Regions from separate parts of the Zea mays genome. Here region 2 is linked to region 1. A link is a contact called in public Hi-C data. All regions are on one chromosome and are shown on one strand. Each heading gives the region's core, a stretch centred on a gene start, on an enhancer-like site or on the middle of the called end of the contact. The rest is flanking DNA. Distances are from core to core; before and after follow the strand shown.

Region 1 (7,051 bases), core at 2,194-4,693:
TTAAATATAGAGTATAAAACACAATAAACATGTGTTTTTGTTGGTTATATTGGTGTAAATAAATGTTTAGAGCTAATAAATATGGTTTAAACGCTCAAAAAATAAATACTTTTAGGATATTTTTATTAATTAAACGTCATATATTGTTATTGGCCCGTTAGGCCCATCGGGCCGTGGGCCGGCCCGACACGATTATTAACCTAGCAGGTCGTGCTTGGGCCGCGCTTGAAGCTCGTGGGCCGGCACGACACGGCCCGCTAGCTAATCTGTGCCGGGCCGCCACGGCCCGCCTATTTGGACATCTATACTTCAATCAGGTGAAGATTGCTTCAACCTAGTGATTGAAGTGACGCCAGGTGGCAGCACTGCAGGTCGAGGACACGCTACTCTCCAGTAAGGTGGTCCGAGGTCACGGCTTTGGACGACAACTCCAAGACGGTGGTCCAAGGTTGTGGCTCTGGACGAAGTCGCAGTGACGGCAACGCTAGGGTTCGAGCCCGCACCGTTCTATAGATGTCCGAGGTCGCGGTGGTACTCTGCCGCGGCAGGCACCTGCCGGAGGGAATGGGATCCAGCAGCGGTGGGGCGGCCCGGCGGGCGAGGGTCGAGCGGGGGTCGAGGCCTCTCTACCGCTTCCGATCTCTACAGCCACCACACTTTCCTAATCTAAAGTGTACATAATATAAAAAAGATTTTTATACTACAACAGTTTACTTTAATTACTTCTAAACTTTTTTCTAGCTCCATTCCAGCCGCAGGGTGTGGGTTCGCAGCAGCTCTGGTGAATTTGTACATGCGCAGTTGGGGGAAGGGAAAAGATACCGAGGTTGATGGAGAGGCGCGAACAGTGCCCGCGCTTTGGTTTTTTTTTTGCGTCAAAAAATGGCGTAGAAGTGTATTTCGGGAGTAGTTCTATGTTCCTAAACGCAGGGACTAAATTGAGCTAGGTAGGAACTTTGTACATTTGCAAAGTTGGTTTACACATCCGAACTTTGTACATTTGCAAAGTTGGTTTACACATCCGCTTGAGAGGTGTTTTTTTAACATCTTCTTAAATGTATGATTCAGGAAGTTGTTTCCATAACTACTAGAGCTGCTCTAACACATGATTTGTGTGCCATTAATCTTAGAAAAACAGTACTACCTCCGTCTCAAATTAAAACTCGTTTTACTTAATTAATATGAATATTCGATGTATATATTTTATATATATGTCTAGATTTATCTTCAACAATTTGAATAAAGACATAAAAACCAAGAGCTAAAATGAATAATATTTTGGAAACGAAGGGAGGATATTTTTAGTCCTTGTTTTTTTTTGTTGAAGTCTAGATTTAGCAATCAACTCTAGAAGGAGATATGTATAGCCTAGTAACCAAGACAACTTTGGCTCTTGGCTGATTTCAAAGGTAGTTTAAGCATTATCTTTTTTTAATATCACATTATATTTATCGTAAGTTAAATATTGCAATCTTTGACCATAACTTCCAAAAAAAACTTTATAATCTCATAATATATGATTGTAGATTATAAAAATATTTCTCGTAGTGGATCTAAAAATATAAACCATATATGCCATGAACTTAAATAACGTTTTTTAAAAAATATTTATGAAAGATAAAAAATGTTTTACTTACAACAAACTTAATGCGTCACCTAAAAAAACTCAGGGAGCATATGCATTTTCTAAAAATAATAGAATAAAAAGTAGATGGCTTCTAATTAATTCGTTTTAAATCAATAAACCATGAAATTTGTACATTCTTTCCGACAATATAATGTACACTCAAATCTAAATTAGATTGCCATATAATAACTACTCTTACCGTTCTTCGCTTTAGATTTGTTATAAGTCGAATTTCTCTAATTCACCAAAGTGTATACAAAAAGCATTAACATATGGGACGTCGTCAAATTAATTCCATTACATTCTCTAATTTGATTGGCGATAAAACTAAAGTACACTTCAACTTCACAATAAACTACAGCCAAAACAAGCTAATTTCTTCAGACCGCGCACACGTTCTGGTCGGGAAAAGCTCAGTTGCATGCGGGGCACTTTTAAACTATATAATTGATCATAGTTAAGTAAAAACTAACTACAGGCAAACACAATGTTCTCCTTTTTACTTAAAGGAACAGACAAACATAGTGGAGAAACCGCTTTCTGACGGACCCCGTTTTTCCAGTGTCTTTTTTTTCAACTAGATATGGAGACACACGTAGTTCATAGCATATAGCATGTATAGTGGTAGTCCATGGCAGGAGGAATTTAAGGAAAACGCATCGGATGTTGACGACGACGAGCTAGAGCGGGAGCGGGCCCCCGCCGGCGCACCGCACCCGGACCCGGGCAAGGTTGAACGCACCTGGACAGGAACAGGATAGCATGCATCCAGGACCAGGACCAACCAGTGCAGGAGGCAAGCACCAAGCTGGTTCATCGGCACCACCTGCTGAATGCCGACTTCTCTTTATCTAAGCTGTTTATTAATAATAAATAAAAGTGGACGCATGAGACCATCATCCATCCTCGTATGAACGAACGAACGGGGCAAGCTATAGATTGGAAAGCAGTGTGTACATATATATATGCTGGCTTGGCTTCTGAACTTTTTTTAAAAAAAAAATATATTCCAAGCATATCCTTTGTTGTCGACAGGCAGAGGATCCTGCGCCTGAGATGCGTGTGAAAGCCAGCAGTTGACAGGCGAAACAGTAGCATCTGTCGTGATCGCATTGATACCGACTGAAACACACACGTCGCTCACTGCTCACAGCACGTTTTGAATCTTAGCTGTTCATCGATCGGAAGACGTGGTGCGATTTTGTCAATTCAAATCAAGGCACTTTCCCTAATTTTTCCATAGACTGGAACTGGAACTGGACGCAGTAATGCCGAGCACCAAACCTGCAGATCAAAACAGTCCTTGGAGGACGAGAAAGCCAGGGCCTTCATGCCCGGAACAGCGGCGGCGGCGGCGGCGGCGGCGGCACAATGCGCACGTGGCGGCGCCGCCACCGGCCCTTGGCGCGCGCCGAGCCCATCGCCCACTGCTACGCAGTCAAAACCACGGAGAGCTTTCACGATGACGACCGGGGCGTCCCATTCGCCGAGATCGCTCGCTCGGATTTTAGTACATTTCCCGGATGGAAACTGGCGAGATCCCCTCGACAAGCTTTTGACCCTTGCGGGAGTTGGGCGTCGCGCGTGGGCTGCAGCCGTCGTCGGCCAGGCAGGCCACCAACGGCGGTGGAGTGGACAGGACAGGGTCAGAGCCTTTTCCACGCGGGAACCTTCGCGGCAGCGTCGCCCCCATCCTCATCCGGAGGAGGGCACGGGGCCACGCCACGCCTGGACCGCGCGAGGCGGCACGAGCTGGGCTACGCAGCGCAGCCCATATAAACGCGCTCCGAGACCCTCCATTCGCCTTGGTGGCCAAGGAGGCAAGGAAACAGGCAGCTCTCCACGGACAACGCGATTCTATTTATTTATCTGGCTGCCAGCCAGCCAGCCGCCTTTCGAAACCGAGCACGAGGGAGCCGACGTGGTGGTCTCTGGAACCTGGTTCGAGCGAGCGAGCGACCCATCTATCCAGCCGCCTGCCGGGAATTTCTGTGACGACGACGAGGAGGAGGAGGGGGTATGGCAATGGTGGCGGCGCAGGGAGGCGGCCGGAGGGACGCCGAGGCGGAGCTCAACCTGCCGCCGGGGTTCCGGTTCCATCCCACCGATGAGGAGCTGGTGGTGCACTACCTCTGCAGGAAGGTGGCGTGTCAGCAGCTGCCCGTGCCCATCATCGCCGAGGTCGACCTTTACAAATTCGACCCGTGGGATCTTCCAGGTGCGTGCTCTTCTTTCTTCCCCTGCTCACTCATGCTGTTGCAAACAAAACATTTTCTTGTTTTACTAAAAGAACAATCTTCTCGTCGATCCATTCATCCAAACCCCGGACGGAATTTCTAACTTGGCTCTGTGCCGCTCTGGTTCCTTTCCCTCCAGAGAAGGCGCTGTTTGGCCGCAAGGAGTGGTACTTCTTCACGCCGCGGGACCGCAAGTACCCAAACGGCTCGCGCCCCAACCGCGCCGCCGGGAGGGGGTATTGGAAGGCAACGGGCGCGGACAAGCCGATCGCGCCCAAGGGCGGTGGCGGGGCGGCAGGAATCAAGAAGGCTCTCGTCTTCTACTCCGGCAAGGCGCCCAGGGGATTCAAGACCGACTGGATCATGCATGAGTACCGCCTCGCGGACGCGGACCGTGCGCCGGGCAAGAAGGGCTCACGGAAGGTGCGTGTGTGGCCGTTTCATCCCGCCAGTTGCATTCCGTGGCGAGCCATGGCGCTGCAGCCGCTGCGTTCAGTGCGCTTACGTCTTTGCGTTGTTCTTGCAGTTGGATGAGTGGGTGTTGTGCCGGCTGTACAACAAGAAAAACAATTGGGAGAAGGTGAAGGCTGAGGAGCCGGAGGCGGCGGCGCCGTTCCGTCACCAGCAGGGCGCAGCGGAGGATTCCATGTCTGACAGCTTCCAGACGCACGACTCGGACATCGACAACAATGCCTTCGGCATGCAGAACGGCTTCGGTAACATGGTGCACGGGCAGACCATGACCATGAGGAACGGCATTGGCAGCGTGGCGAGGACGGTGAAGGAGGACAACTATTGGTTTACCGACCTGAATCTGGATGATCTACAGGCACCCTACAACGTGACCCATGTGTTGAATCCGAACCCTGTTCAGACGATGAATCTGGCAGCTGGGCAAGGCCATGGCTACTTGCAGTCTATGAGCTCGCCGTCGACGAAGATGTGGCAGACCATCTTGCCTCCGTTCTGAGAGTTGCTGTGATGGAAGGGGGAAGAGATGATCTTGGGCGTAGGAGTGGTTAGACTGGCTAGGAACAGCAGGTTTAAAATTTGGAGGGTCTGAATTCTGCAACTGTTGCTGGTAGTCTTGTAAGGGTTATTCATTTGTTAAATTGTGTGCTTGGTAATATACCAAAAGGAAAATCCATCTCCCTTTGCACTACTTGAAGAAACTAGTACAGAATTACAGTTCTCATATTTCAAATGGTCGGCCTGAACCGAGATTGGTCTAGGACATTTCATCTTTATTCTGGTATATATTCGTACAGTTGTTTCAAGATGATGAAATGGTAGGAGTAGCATTCAGTGAATGGAATCGGCTTGACTTTTTTTCCCTGTCTTTCTATGAATTCAGATATTTTTCTATCTATCAACGAAACGACACGCAGCTCTGATGCGCGTTTTAGAAAGAAAAAAAAACCTTCATTGAGTGGATGGATAAAATCGCATGATTATATAGTGGGATGAAGTGATATTGAACCAACCAAATCTATTTCTCAAACCGGGACTGTCAAAGTGTCCATTCGACTGTTGTTGCGTTCCTCAAATGAAAAACGCTAGCCTCATCGGTAGCCGCCACGTCATGATCCATCTGAGTTATTGCACTGACACTTGATGGTGGATTGGATCCGTACCATGAAAATGACATGAATACTTGAGCCACTTGCAATCAGCATCGGCATATCTAAGGATATGGTACAATGGTCAGACCGTACAAGGATAAGCTCGTTGACTTAGACCATGTTATCAGTAATCTGATAAATATAAGCCAACGGCTCTTAGGCATCATTGATTTACTACTCAAGCCACAGGATAGCCACGAGGTGACAACCAAAAGATTAGAGGATAGCCACGAGGTGACAACCAAAAGATTAGGTTTAGGGATAACCCCCGTTTTCTGTGTAGCAAAATATCTCTTGAACTTTAGCAGTTCTACAGGAATAACAATAAGCGCCGTCATATATCGTTTCGTTTCATTTCATTCTTGAACTTTATCGTACCCTAAACCTTAAACTTGTCACTTCTTGGGAAGTTTGAGAGACACTGGACCACGACCACCCTTGGAGCTAATAACTGATGCCTTGGCAAGCTCTCTGCCTTCAAGCCAAGCCATTACCATTTCTTCAGTCTTTTTCTCTGGTAAAAAGCCCTTACTTTTCATCTCTTCATAATACCTTGCTGCCTCCTCTAGTCTTCCGTTTAGGAATAAACCATGTATCAATACAATGTACGCGCTCCGGTCAGGGCTCAGGCCATTTGCAGGCATTGCACTCCACAGCTTTTCCACACTCTCGTGCTCTCTCCACCGGCAGAACTTTCTGATCAACATGATGTAAGTGTCCATCTCTGGCTCACATCGCAACTGTTTCATCTTATCCAAGAGATCAAAAACTTCGGTGGAGTTCCTAGCCACATTAAGCAGTGCATGGAAAGTCCTTACTGAAGGAGACAGCTTTCTCTGTAACATAGCATCGAACATTTCCATTGCCTCCTGAAACTGACGAGCCTTGCACAGAGGGCCGATGAGAGAGTTAAAAGTGGCCGTGTCTGGGGCAACCTGCTTCTCCTCCATACTCCTGACAAGCATCTTCGCCTCCTTCACGCACCGTCCCTTGGCCAGGGCGAACACAATAGCATTGTACACTTTCCGATCTGGAGCAACGCCAGCCTCGTTCATGCGGTTGAAGAGTTTCATGACTGAGTCGAGGCTCCCGGCCTTTGAGAAGCAGGAGATCATGCTCCCATAGGACAGAACATCCCTGGCAATGCCCTTTCTCTCCATGGAGCTCCAGAACCTCTTCGCCTCCCGCACGCTGCAGACAATGTTGCACCATCCGTTGAGGACGATGTTGAAGCTCTTGGTCTCGAAGGGGAACTCCTTCTGCCAGGATATCAGCAAATTCTCCGCGTCCTGCACGTTCTTGTACCGGCAAAGCGCGCTCAGGAGGCCATGGAACTCGGCGGCGCCGGTGTGGAACCCGAAGCTCGGGAGCGCTCGGAAGGCGGCGACGGCGCCCGCGACGTCCCTCGCGGCGCAGTGGCGCCGGACGAGGAGCAGTACCGCGGCCGGAGACGCCGTGGACGCGCGGCGCATTTCGTCGAGCAGGGCGCGCGCGGCGTCGAAGCGGCGGTGCTTGGCGAGGATGTCGAGCATGGAGTGGCACGCGCGCCGGCCCGGCGCGTACCC
Region 2 (6,749 bases), core at 3,107-5,606, 320 kb after region 1:
GCTGTATGCAAAAAAAAAAACCTTTAATTTAGACCAAAGTTTTTTTTTACCCAAAAATACTGTTGTATTGACAAAACCATGGTTTAAAACATAGGGTTTGTATGTTCCCAAACGTTTTTTAGTAAAATACCACGATATACTTAAATACCATGGTCTGGGAACTAATAAAATACTATGTTTCCAAACAGACACTACATATCTTAGATCTCGCACAACACCTGGCCAAAGATCACAGAAAAGATTCCAGAAAGCTAGATCTGAAAGTCTATTACAGCATCAAGAAGCCACAGGGGAGTATCAAACTAAGACATTTCAACTGCTCAACAGACAGCCTACAGTACAACTACTGCCGAGGAGGAACCAACCACCGAGGGTTTGGAGCCTATACATGATACAGGCATATAATTTCTCAACGCCATATTGCAGTTCAATGAACATCTCAAAAACCATCGTACTGCACAAACGATGTGCCAGCACAGCAGCAATGACAGCGTATACTTCAACAATTTGCTACCACATGCAATTGCATCAAGGGATGGCACACATCACATTATCTATAACCGATATTTAAATTGTTCAAACAAAAGTCATGACACGTTTCCAACAGAAATGCTGTCAGGGATGGCAAAAACGGTTCTCTAATACAAAGCAAAAAATTAAAAATAATATCCAGGTTATCTTCCATGCACTTAATTAGACAAAAGGACTATCCGCATGAAGATCACAAGGATCTCTGTCAGGAATGCAGCGTCACAATCAGTGGGGCGTTCCCTGATATTGACCCCAAAACAAGCAGGAAGAAGCCCTTCAGCATCACAAAGAAATTATATGGAACTCATTTGAATTCCGCCATTTGAAAAGCATGTGGCATGTTGTCCCATGAGGAAGAATCGAGCACAATTCCATCACCAAGAACAGGTACATCGCCGATGAGCATTGCTATGGTATCGTTGAAACTGGATGAATGGGCTGTGTTCCCAGAGAATAATGCATCATGCCTCAAGTTTCCAAGATGACGTACGTGAAGCTGCTGACTCATGTTTAGGCTCTAACGCCTGCTCGCCAGAGCCCATTGAAGGGCTTTCTGCTGCAAATGAATAGGCCTCTAGTAACTGAGCTAATCAAATTGATTACTGAAAGAAAGGATCAGCGATGAAAATGTACTCACCAGGAGAAATCTTGGGGAGCGGAAAGATATCAGTTGATGCAGCGCTAACAGGAGGAGCGCATTCAGCCAAATAATTCCCACTGAAGTGAGCATATTCGCTGAGGAGAGAACCGGGCTGTTCTTCCCAATATTCCTGACCCATATCAAATTCTGAGCTAACCATAGTCCCATAAGGTGTGCCAGCAGAAGAACTTGAACTTCGGACCGATGGTTGTTGGCTCTTCCCAGATCTTAGTGCATGAGGTTCATGAAGCAGCTCTTCGAAAAGACCACTGTTTCTCGGCGATGCACACTCTGATTTCACTGAAGGGGTCGCTGATAGAGACTGCATGTAAGGATCTACTAACTCAGTAGGCTGCATTGCAGGATCCACAGTATACTTGAGCCTGCTATTTTGGACTGAAGGGGGCTCCATCTTCGAAGGACCATTTGTGAGCCTAGATGCAGAGAAAATACCATTTAAAGGGGCATGGCTGCCAGTAAGTGCAACCCCAAAAGGCGCAATACTCTTGCTGGTAGCGTTGGCTTCATTGAGATAACCAAAACCTAAAGTCTGCATGAGCTTCTCAGAGTCATTTGAAAATTGATCAACCGAGGAAATCACATCGTCAATGGCATCGCTCAATGTAGGAAGCGCACTGCCAGATTGTTTCAGCATCCCTGCTTGGTCTACCTGATCCATGAAGCTACAACCTTTTGATGCAAAGCTTTGGCCGAGCAAATTGCTTATTGAAACAGCTGGCAGCTGTGGTGGTAAAGCCTTCAGTTTCGCACGGAAACTGTCATTGTTAAAATCTGGTAGACAAAGGCTGTTTCCGGATAGAAGATCATTGGACATGTTCTCGCCACCGTTCAAATCACCAGACAATTGCTGGTCTTCATTTGAAGATTGATTACGTACACCAGCAGGATAGATAGGAAGGCTAGCTCGTTCACATCTCTTTTTTCGTGTGTTCCAGTAGTTTTTTATTTCGTTGTCAGTACGCCCTGGCAACTGAGAAGAGTGTTCATGGTTAGTGACGTCAGTGTAGAAAAATATATATGCCCAAATTGTTAAGGGTAAACATAGCAACTCACTAGGAACGTATGCACACAGGTAAGGCATATTAAATATTTCAAAACATAGTAGCATATTTTTCAATTGGAGACACTGGGGCCTGGGCGTATCTTGCAATGGAATAGAATCTATATCTTGCCAAATTGTAGCGAGCACATACACAATGGCAAAAAAAAAATATTACTCTCTCCATTCCAAATTAAAATTCATTTTACCTTTTAAATAAATTCATACAATAATTAATTTATGTGTTCTATATATATGTCAGGTTCATAATCATCCATATGAATAAGGTCTAGATGTTGGAAACAAAAATGGCACGACGACTTGGTCATACAAAAATATATCTCAGGTCATACCAACTACGTCTTTATCCATAAAAGAGTAACAATGACAAGCCATATAGAGTTGAAAGCCAAAGCTAAAAAAAATATTTGAAAGCGATCATTGCTTGGTATCACAGATCAGGAGTGATACTAGAAAATTAGCACCCGTGGACCAGAATCTTTTATACCAGGAGGATTTGAGCAGGTTGCTGCAGAACAGCAGCATTTTAAGAAGCAAGGACAGATCATTACAGTTCCAGTACGTGACACAAAATAGGAAAAGTTAGCTCAGTAACTAGAGAGATGCACATCTTCAATTAAAGACGTGCAAAATACCGGCGTGCAGAACATGATGGAATCAAGTATTTGGCACGGCACTTACATGAATAGCCATCCTCGACCACTTGTTCCCCAGCTTGGCGTGGAGCTGGATGATGAGGCGCTCCTCCTCCGGGGTGAAGGCCTCCTTCTTGAGGTTGGGCCTGAGGTGGTTCGCCCACCTGAGGCGGCAGCTCTTGCCGCAGCGCAATAGCTCGGTGTTCTTCCGCACCGCGTTCCAGTTGCCCACGCCGTGCTTCTTAACGTAGTCTATCAGGATGGCGTCCTCCGCGTCCGTCCAGGGCCCTTTCTTCAGGGGCGCCCCGACGCCCCTGCGAGGCGACCTGCGGCTGCTGCTGACATCGTTGTCCACCGGCGAGTCCATCTGGTCCTGCGACATCATCTCGTCCTTGCCCTCGCCCTCGCCCTCCGCCTGGCTCTTCACCCGGTACATGGCTTGCCGTCAGGGTATGCGCGGAACCTAGTGGAAGTAGGGTTCGATTACCATTTGGATTATATGCAGGATTAGCATGAAAAGAGCATTATTAGTAGATGGAAATCACCAAATCACCAAATCATCGCGGCGGATGTGGGCCCATATCATTGATATCATTGGGTTCAGGTTTCTACCTTGTGGGCCTAGAGACTTGGTCGGCAGTTTCGTCTCCCTTTCTTACTCGGTTGGGACTTGGTCGCCTATTTCGCCTCGCTGACTTGCTCTGTGGTAACTTGGTCGGCCGCTTTGCTCGGGCAGAAGTTTTATAATCTTCACTTCGAGTGCATGTTCATAGGTACCACACAAATATGAATTATTTTCCAATGACTTGATATAGAACTTAAATATTGGAGTTCCAAATGTTTTTAGACCTAAACACTCTAAATTAGACTTTATATTAATTTTTAGGGTTCAAATATAGGACTTCTCATTGGAGAGTACAGCAGATTACCCAAAGCTAACGGCTGGTATAGGGGTGGATAAGTCTAAGAACTCTAAACAACCGCAGCGGTATCACTATGACCCACAGTTGACACGAGATTTCGGGGTAAAGGCAAGAGAGAAAAGGTAGGTTCCGTCTGCCAAAGTTCACAGATCAAAGCACTAATGCCGTGAACAGCACTCCCCGCGTCCGGAGAACGGCAATTCTCGGAGGTTCAGACAGGATTGGAACGGAGAAGGGTGAGGAGGAGGCCAAAATCCAGCATCCCCACCCCCCTCAGATCACACCTGGACGCCCAAACCAAATGGAAATTCAGCGGTGTACCTGGCGGAATCTCGCAGCAGCGGTGGAGACTAGTCGAACTCCTCCAATGGACTCATCTGCTATTGTGAGCTGACCAACGGATTGCAGGGAAGTAGTCGACTACTACGATACAGCAGTTGAGTGGGAACCCGAGGAGGGGGATCTCGCCATACCAGAGTATTTGGATAACTCTCAGGTCAGCGAGAGAGAGATTTCAGGAGAGAGAGAGAGAGAAAGAGAAAGAGATACTGGCTGCGGGATTTGCTTGGAGGGCAGATTATATAAAGATGAAAGGTACAGAGAAGCCATGCTATTGGGCATCGGCGCATGAGCATCTATTTTTCTCTCTCTACTCCTACACCTCTATTTTCTTTAACTATTTTTTCTCGTATATTTTATTTATTGCGGAATAGTAGTACATTTTTTTATTTCTTGTTTTTGTTCGTGTCTCGTGCTCCTCGGATAAATAGCATAGCGTTTTGCTGCTAAAAAGGCTGATATATCGACCTTTATAACCGGTTATTTAAAACCTTGTTCCAGAGTAATAACAAGCTGATAAAGCTCCTGAACTATATATATATATATATATATATATATATATATATATATATATATATATATATATATATATATATATATATATATATATATATATATATATATATAGTCATTCGGGTAGAAGTGATTTTATAGGAATTTTAAAGGATTTGGTTTATAAGAAAAAGAATCCTATAAGTCGTCTTTGGTTGATAGAAAAATGAAGAAAAACTTTAGTAAGATTTAATCACGCCGAAATGATTCTACATGAAAAATAAAAGGAGTTTAGATCTCACGGAAAATTTCGTGGCGCTAAAAGGAGACGCTCCGGCGCTTTACATGGTCGCGCTCTCGCTGCTCGTCTGCTTCCTCCACTAATAGCTAGTTTGTTTTCCAAAAAAAAATATCAAATGTCTTAGTTCATTTACTTTTTTCCTGTGTTGTAGCCAAACAAGTCTGTCACCAAATTCATTTGATTTTGAATTCCATAGGATTAGAGAATGCATGCATTCTATTTTCTGATATTTTTTTCCTATTCATGTTTCCCCCTTTAAATCTCCTGTGTTTCAAAGGAGACCTATCGTGCCCTTCTTTGCGAAAAAAAAGGGATCGGAATTTGTGTGTTAAGTCTTTGGTTTGCTTAGGATTTACCCACTTGCGAAAAGAAATAGTCGAGTGGCATTTATGGAATCCGCTTTTTATGTGCGCAGGAGAACCTAGTATCTAGATGAAATGATGTGTATACCTTGTCTATGCTATGCTCTGAAAAAAAAGAAAACGATAGCGATGCGCATGCGCGGCACTTCTTGCGGACGACAAGTCAACCGCTGCATGCTCGCTAGCGCTGCATGCAGCCATGCAGGGTGCGAGTGTGTGCTTCTGGGGCAAAACGCACCGTCGCTGCTCCGATCCATCCAAACCCACCCCAAGGGAACATGTACCGCCGGCCGGCCCCTGTGTGTGTCTGGCTCTGGCGTGTATTGGAGGCGCCTCTGCTAATTGGGGAGGTGCACGTGGTGAGGAGATCGGGGGCTCACGCCTGCGTGCCGGGCCCGGAGGGGGAACTGCACATGCTCCGGTCAATTAAAATTTTGTCCCGTCGTACGTATCTCTTCTGGCTTCTGCAACAGAAGATCCTTGGCTTAGGTCTGATCCGGACTGGAGGACTGAGTTGATATGCTCGCTGGTATGCGAGCGAGCGGCTGGACGTTTGATCCTCATGATCGACACTTGTGCCTTACTTTAGACTGTTTGGTTGTATAATTAAGGTGTTACAAATTGACATACATTTTATGCCACATTTATCGTTAAAATTCCGTGTCACACTTTATCATGACTAAGAGAAACTTGGCACACTTTTATAAATTATTGATGGCTAGAACATATGTGGAAGGGAAAAAAATCTTGCCACAATTTTAGCTACAAACCAAATATTTGTCTAACTTGATTAAACTTGTCTAACATTAGACGTGGCAGGACATCAAACCAAACATGTCATATCTTCTGTTGTGTCTAGGTCTAGATATAGGGTATACACACGCATGCGTGTTAAATGTTATTGTGTGTTTTCCACGCACTAGAGGTCTATACCTCTCAATCCATTCCTACTGTGTGTAATAGACGCACACGCGTGTGTGTTGTGGTATGTGTTCGTCTAATGTTAGACAGCAAACATAGCCAAGTTTTATATACTAAACATGTTTGTAGGTTTTGTTGGAATAATATATCTGCTGACTCTACTTTTCTAGATCCATGATATTTTAGATGGATCTAAGGCTATGTTTGGTTTCTTTAGTATAGGGACTAAAGTTTAGTTAGAGGACTAAAGTTTAGTCCCAAACATGTTTGGTTCTAGGGGCTAAAAATAGTACGAATATACTAAATGACTCATAAAAAGACTAAAATAGCATTTAATATTCTCCTGCTATTAGTACAATTAAACTAAATGAGGGATAAACGTGGAATTAATATGGTTTAGTCCCTTTTAGCATATATGTGAAGGACTAAAGACTAAATCATTTTAGTTCATATTTTAGGGGTGTTTGGTTTCTAGGGACTAATTTTTAGTCCCTACCTTTTATTCCACTTTAGTTATAAAATCT

The links. Hi-C and Micro-C count contacts between places; a contact is called where the count stands out from the background.
Region 2: a contact with region 1 is called in a Hi-C map of ear, with 1.7 times the contacts expected there. The contact joins the promoter of LOC100285651 here to the promoter of LOC100381829 in region 1. A contact is called at or near these places in 3 of 25 Hi-C or Micro-C datasets (ear, endosperm and tassel).

What each region holds. Positions count from the first base shown.
Region 1 is chr8:177,355,638-177,362,688 of Zm-B73-REFERENCE-NAM-5.0, forward strand. It overlaps LOC100381829, which reads left to right and starts at 3,444. Exons shown (of 3, transcript NM_001358095.1): 1 at 3,444-3,845; 2 at 4,004-4,287; 3 at 4,391-5,003. The coding sequence starts at 3,647. The coding sequence ends at 4,834. It overlaps LOC103636559 (pentatricopeptide repeat-containing protein At5g15010, mitochondrial), which reads right to left. Exons shown (of 1, transcript XM_008658911.4): 1 at 5,476-7,051. The coding sequence ends at 5,882.
Region 2 is chr8:177,675,350-177,682,098 of Zm-B73-REFERENCE-NAM-5.0, forward strand. It overlaps LOC100285651 (transcription factor GAMYB), which reads right to left and starts at 4,357. Exons shown (of 5, transcript NM_001254909.2): 1 at 4,132-4,357; 2 at 3,500-3,635; 3 at 2,934-3,350; 4 at 1,169-2,162; 5 at 553-1,087. The coding sequence starts at 3,323. The coding sequence ends at 993.